Regions from separate parts of the Hordeum vulgare genome. Here region 1 is linked to region 2. Evidence: chromatin contacts called from public Hi-C data. All regions are on one chromosome and are shown on one strand. Each heading gives the region's core, a stretch centred on a gene start, on an enhancer-like site or on the middle of the called end of the contact. The rest is flanking DNA. Distances are from core to core; before and after follow the strand shown.

The links. A called contact is a pair of places that touch in the nucleus more often than the background predicts.
Region 1: a contact with region 2 is called in a Hi-C map of leaf, with 3 times the contacts expected there. The contact joins the promoter of LOC123445839 here to the enhancer-like site in region 2. A contact is called at or near these places in 3 of 6 Hi-C or Micro-C datasets (leaf and seedling) and 1 of 1 datasets of contacts at active chromatin or transcription factors (embryo).

What each region holds. Positions count from the first base shown.
Region 1 is chr1H:467,022,336-467,025,952 of MorexV3_pseudomolecules_assembly, forward strand. It overlaps LOC123445839 (beta-glucosidase BoGH3B-like), which reads left to right and starts at 2,222. Exons shown (of 8, transcript XM_045122813.1): 1 at 2,222-2,738; 2 at 2,838-2,928; 3 at 3,017-3,165; 4 at 3,250-3,493; 5 at 3,598-3,617. The coding sequence starts at 2,365.
Region 2 is chr1H:466,850,617-466,853,799 of MorexV3_pseudomolecules_assembly, forward strand. No RefSeq gene overlaps it. Among protein-coding and RNA genes, the nearest start is that of LOC123445823, 47 kb to the right of the region's middle. Within about 2 kb of position 1,260, at least 2 of the 3 cell types and tissues checked have open chromatin away from gene starts, as enhancers often do. A contact at or near this core is called in leaf, where this site is marked.

The DNA of each region.
Region 1 (3,617 bases), core at 972-3,471, 170 kb after region 2:
ATTACTTCACTTGGCGTGGGAACGGTGGAGACGGTCGTACTGACGGCCCATGACGAATCTCGTTGGAGGACGCCGGACGTACCACACGTATCCTGCGTGAACCTTACGCGAGAGCCTTACTGTCTAGCCGGCGGGTCCCACAGCCCGACGGGACCTCGCAGCCGGCAGGCCCCTCCAACGACAAGACAAGATCCTCGTGGGCCCCCTGGCCAGTCGGCGAGGCTGCCGGCCGGGTCCCACTTCTGTACTTTTATCCTTATTGTAGGTCAGTGGGTTCGTCTATAAAACCCCCCGGCCCCCCTCCATGCAGAGGGTCGGTCAACTTAGCACACACACCATACAGGAGAGGTAGACGCGAGCCGGCTGATCCTTCTTCCTCCTCCGCAGAACAGCTCAAGGAGCACATTGTAGCCTCATTGATACATTATACACTTCGCCAGGATTAGGGGTGTTATCTCTACGGAGAGCCCTGAACCTGGGTACATCGTGCGTTCCATGTTTGTACCATCCTCGTTCCCAACGTCCTTGTGTACCACTTCGGTTCCCACCATCTTTAGCCTACCCAGAGCTTATGTTGTGAGTAAACACCGACAGTGCATGTGTAGTCCGGCAAAATAAATTCTTCTTTTTCTTGTTTCATGTTGTTGTTTCAGTTTGTAAAATGAGCTGTCCTAAAAATGAAAGCGAAACTATGCAACTTGTTGGGATTCAGGAGCACTGTATTTTGTAGACCCTTTATTATTAAATAAAACAAGCATTATCCAAGAGACCATGTGTTTTCAAGCGCAAAAGGCCATCCATTTCTTGCTATGTACTACAAACATTTGGAATAAATTTTATACACAAAGCACTATGGATGGTCAAGGATTTGTAGTTGCCCTTTCTACTTATATTTTGAATGGGCATATCGTAGTGGGTGCTTTCTTGCGATCCAAAGGGACTTCTTTTCGAGTTTTTGTATCATATCCCAGATGTCGCTTTGAACTATTCTTGATGTTACTTTGCATCGCATTTTCACTTTACATATTACAAGGGCTAGCTGATTTTTTGTTGCGTTGTAGAGTAAGAAAGTTTGCATCAACGTGGATATGATGAACATGGTTCGATGGGCAGACCTTATGAGCAGTAAATTCGGAAAATAAATACTAGGAACAAAGCAAAATAAATTCTAAGTTATTTTTGTAACATACAAAATTAACCGGTATACTCGCGTATAAAGTTTCACGAAGAATGACATCCATGTTATTCTAGAAAAAAATAAGTTATATTAAACATTGTTTGATGAATATTAAGATCTAAATTATATTTTCTTCATTAAAAATACCACGGGTGTAAATAAGTCACGAGACTTCACATGTAAATAGAACGGTTACCAAATTTGATACATCATGATTTCAGATTCTCCCGTTTGAGCGATAACTAATATGAATCAGAGAAAGTACTAGTATTTTTGTTTTCGTGAATTAGTGGATGCACGTGAAATTATGTTTACCTACCCTTCCTTTTTAAATACATCACGGTTTACCTAAGTTTTTTTAAGGTTCCTATCGCCACGAGCCGTGTCAGGTCGCTGCCAGCTGCTCTCGTCGCTGCCCCTTCCGTCCCCGATGCCGGCAGGCCCTCCCCTCCCCCACCCTCGCCCCCCACCCCCGCATCGTCAGCCGCTTGCCCCCGACGCCGGCCGGCCCTCCGCACGCTGCCAGCCGCACCACGAACGATTGAAAAAATTTCTGCAACCTGGCCTTTGTTGTAAAAGTTTTCTGCAACATGACTCTTGTTGTAAAAAATCCTCCCGTAACAGTATCTATGTTGCAGAAAGACGAAATAATTTTTTTTCTACAACAAAGCGATTGTTTCTGGAACCCACCGTTGTTTCAGGAATTATTAGGTCCAAAGTTCATTTTTTTTGTAACAAAGCGATTGTTTATGCAACTCGACCGTCATTTTAGGAATTATTGGGTGGCCGGCCGAAGCCCCGCGTGCGGATCGGACGGTTGCTCGCGTAGATCGAACGGTCGTCCAGTTGACGGATGTTATAAAACATCCGTCGATGGATTCGTAGCAGATCCATAGATTAATTCATTTTGCTACGTACGTACGTAGTCTTTTAAAAGGTTTGTATTTAGAAATCGGAGGGAGTATTTTCGAGTTAAATGCCATAAATAATCTGCGTCGGCCTCAGCCAAGAACAGCCATACCCCGTCAGGCCGTCACGGTGTCACACCTCTATTTGAAACGGTTATCTCCAAGTGGCGCCAGGAAACATCCACTCGCAGAAGAGAAGAGGAGAGGGACACCGCCCCTCGTTTTCCTCGCCAGTCCGGCCCATTTCTTATCCCACACTCCACTCTTCTGCTTGTCCGCATGGCGGCGGCGGAAGGCGAGCGGCCGCTGTACAAGGACGCGTCGGCGCCGGTGGATGCTCGGGTGCGCGACCTGCTGGGCCGCATGACGCTGCGGGAGAAGGCGGCCCAGATGGCCCAGATCGAGCGCACCGTCGTGTCGCCCAGCGCCCTCACGGAGCTCGGCGTCGGCAGCGTCCTCAACGCCGGCGGCAGCGCGCCCCGCGACCGCGCCTCCCCGGCCGACTGGGCCGGCATGGTCGACGACATGCAGCGCCTCGCGCTCTCCTCCCGACTCGCCATCCCCATCCTCTACGGCACCGACGCCGTCCACGGGCACAACAACGTCTTCGGCGCCACCGTCTTCCCCCACAACGTCGGCCTCGGAGCCTCCAGGTGCTCACTCACTCACCTCTCGCTATGCATAACACCCGCTCACCGCGTCGCCGCGCTCTGTTTTAGCTTACGAGCCGCACTCCGTTGACTTCTTTCCAGGGACGCGGAGCTTGTGCGGAAGATCGGCAAGGCGACGGCGCTCGAGGTTCGCGCCACCGGCATCCACTGGGCCTTTGCACCCTGCGTCGCCGTGAGTAATTTACTTGGAAAGAAACTTCCGAATTAACTGTTGGTGTCTCCTTGATGTGCGCTTGGTCCGGTGGGTGGTGTGTGTACAGGTTTGTAGGGATCCGAGGTGGGGGAGATGCTACGAGAGCTACAGCGAGGACCCGGAGATCGTGCGCTCGTTGACCACAATTGTTACCGGCCTGCAGGGCCAGCCACCAGCAGATCACCCCCACGGTCAACCGTTCCTCGCTTCGGTTAGGTATTCCGGTGATGAGATTCAGCAGTGGAATTCCTGTATTTTGCCCGCAACCCGTTTGTTGAAATGGGTCTGCGTGATTTGCAGGGACAATGTGCTTGCTTGTGCCAAGCATTTCGTAGGGGATGGTGGCACTGCCAAGGGAATCAATGAGGGGAACACCATTTGCTCGCCAGAAGATTTGGAGAGGATCCACATGACACCATACCCTGATTGTATGACTCAAGGGGTGGCAACAGTCATGGCGTCCTACTCTCAGTGGAATGGAGAACCATTACATTCCAGCCACCATTTGCTCACAGATGTTCTAAAGGGCAAGTTAGGCTTCGAGGTAGTAGAGCATATGGTGTTTGATTGGTATATTCAAGCAAATTTCGGCTGTGGGTAGTAACAATGAATTGTGAACATGGCAACGTGTGGAAACCTTTTTTTCAGGGGTTTGTGGTGTCAGACTG
Region 2 (3,183 bases), core at 10-2,509:
CATGAAAATTGAATAATGTTCATGATTGTGTCATGCGTATCAAAATTTCTGTCATGTTTAAGAAAATGTTTATCACATATTAAAAAAATGCTGGTCGCATATTTTGAAGATATTCATCACGTATATGAAACAAATGGTAACCGCATATTTCGATTATGTTGCTTGCATATTTCAAATATATACGCAATAGTTGGGCAGATTTAAAAGAAAGGGTATGATGTATTCAAACTTTCTTCTGGGTATAAACTGTTCACCAGCCTTTGATGAAAATGTCCATTGCATATTTCAAAGAGCTTTCTGACCTGGATCCAACCAATGAAGGAAGATGTATGGCCTCCCTCGAACAAAAGAAGGAAGTGTGGGAGTTCCATCCCATATTTTGAAATTCATGTCGCATAGATGTAAAAAACATGGGTGACTTATTTGAAATTTTTATTTCGGTATCTCAAAAAATCACCATGTGTTGTAAAAATACATGTCTATCAATAAAGGTGTATCTAAATAAAACATAGAAAGGAAACCAATAATGTGAAAGAAAAAGTAAAGTAAAAAAATCATGTTATTTGTTCAGCAAATGCAATCTGCCTAACAATCCCCGAAAAAAATATCATGTTATTTGTTCAACAAATGCAATCTTCAACAGCAGAAAAAAAATCACATCCAATAATTTTTTTAGCGCGTCACTGTAGCACTTTTAAAACACGGGGACTGAAGTATCTCCAACAGAGGAGCGCTAGTGGGACGTCCAATCCAGCGACCCCATCGGCAGCAGCACATAGTTTGCTGCGCGCGCAAGCCGGCGCACCAAATATGCTGCGCGCGATAGCGCTTTTCAGAGTACGCACAAAAGTTTTAACGCGCGCACTGTTTTGCAGCACATGTTGGAGCTGTCCGATGTAAAAAAGAAAAACTTTTAAGACGCGGAGCATTTATTTGGGCATCTATGCTATAACACGATCGACCCACTGCAATACATTTTCGTCCGCAACCACGCAAAGCCCTGAGCAACGGATCGGGTCGCGATCATGCAGACGGCAGATGCGAGACGTAGACGCTCTTCCGAGAACCAGGAAGTACGATCGTCGTGGATTGTTTTGCGTCGAGTCGTCGACGTCGCAGCTCCAAAGCCACAAGAAGACGCCGGGCTTTAAATTCGCCGTCCACTCGCTGAATCGTCAACTCATCTCTACCTGGGGTTGAGATCCACGTACAGTGAGTCGACAGGCCAAGTGGCCAAGTGTGCGGGTTGCTTCACTGTGCTGCTCTCCCGCAATAAGAGCATCAAATCAGGTACTGCGAACCTGCAGTTTTCCTTGTTCTCGGGTGTCACCATAGTTGGTGAATTACTTTATCATGTATTTCAAGTATACCAGTACCTGGGTTATAGCAGCCACCTATTTATTTATTTTGCAAGGACAAGAGATGCCTTGTTTTTGGTCCTAGTGGCCACATGAACAAATGCTTTGTTTTAGCGAAAGATGAACAAATGCTATGCCTATATGGTCTTCAAGGAAAATTCAAACCCACCGGACAGATGCCAATTAGAGATGACCATGCAACATGTCGGGGCCATCTAAACTACTCCCTCCGTTTCTAAATATAAGTCTTTTAAGCGATTTCACTATGTGTCTATATACAGAACAAAATGATTGAATGTTTATTTTAAAATATGTCTATATACATCCGTATGTAGTCCACTAGTAAAATCTCTACAAAGACTTATATTTAGAAACGGAGGGAGTAAAACACATGACCACAAAGTCCGGTCTACATGGTTTTTTTCTACCAATGAAAAATAAAATCGTAAGAAACCATACCGTACCTATTTTCCTTGCCTGCCCACGTCCTCTTCGGCAATCTAAGACTATACAATCCACGGGGACGTACGTTACGTTACTTGACTTGACTTCCTCCAAGATTCACCAAACCAGTAGACTCGTCCTTGAGGCATGCAAAATTCGGAAGCTCTGAAAGAGACAAATGAAGTACGATTATGATTGGGCCTTCGCGTTCCATGAAATTTAAGAACAAAATAAAGAATAGCATGGGAAAATGAAGGGTTCCTATCAAGAGAGCGAAAGGATGCGACTGAACGATCCTAGATTAAAGAATGTGAATTTCTTACCCCTTCGTTTTTATTAACTTCGCATATTAGATTTGACTCCGGTCAACCTTTCTTAACTTTAACCATGCCTATAGGGAGAAAAAAAACATCCACCATACAAAATCAATACCATTAGAAACATCATTCAATATATTTTCATACATACTTTTTATTGTAAAAGTTTAGGTTGTTTTTGATAAACTTAGTTAAACTTTATAAATTTTGACTTAGATCAAAACTAATATGGGGAGTAAATAAAAACAAAGGGGGCACTACAATGTGTCGGCGAAGCCCAGAATTGGCTCTATAAATCGAAAAATAAGATACATCAATGATGCAAGAAAGTTTAAAGGTGAAGCTATAGCAAAATTCTTTTAGGGCATCTCCAACGCTGGCCCTCAAATCACGGCCACACCGCGAAAGTCATCCAAATTGAGCTTGTATCGGTCCACTCGGCGATGTGAACACACTTTCTCTTGCAAAGTGGAGACAAAATTTGGAGGAGGGGAGGGGGGAGTCCGGACAACAACCACGTTGGACTCCGACACCCGAGGCCCACTAAATATGTTCTCCCAACCCCATTTTCTTCTAGTCCGCCAATTCTTCCTCCTTGCTTTGCATCCGCACCCTTCACCTTTGTCGTCCCAATGTACCTCTCCGGCCGCCAAATATGTATTGTCGGACGTTGTCCACCCTGGAGCCGTTTGTACCCGGGTACACTTCGCCAACTTGTCAATAACCTCCATGGCGGCTACCACGCCCAGTAGGTGTTCGCTCAAATGCCAAGGTCAGAAGGAGAGCGAGCCTATATCATATGATTGGGAGTGAATGTACAAACCCAACACTTGGGTTCAAATCCTCACGGAGGCGAATTTAGGTTCCTATTTAATCTTAAGGATCAGGCTTTCCTCATACTCACACGTTTATTGAGGACTAGGCTTAAGACTAAAAATCCTACTATTCATATTTAAAAGGCTTTATGCATCCCTAGTTGATGTAGAGGCCGGTGAAGTGAAATTCACCCTCATTTTTTAAAGGGACAAAAAGTGTCGGCTCGGCCTCCCGGGTCGCTCGCGCAC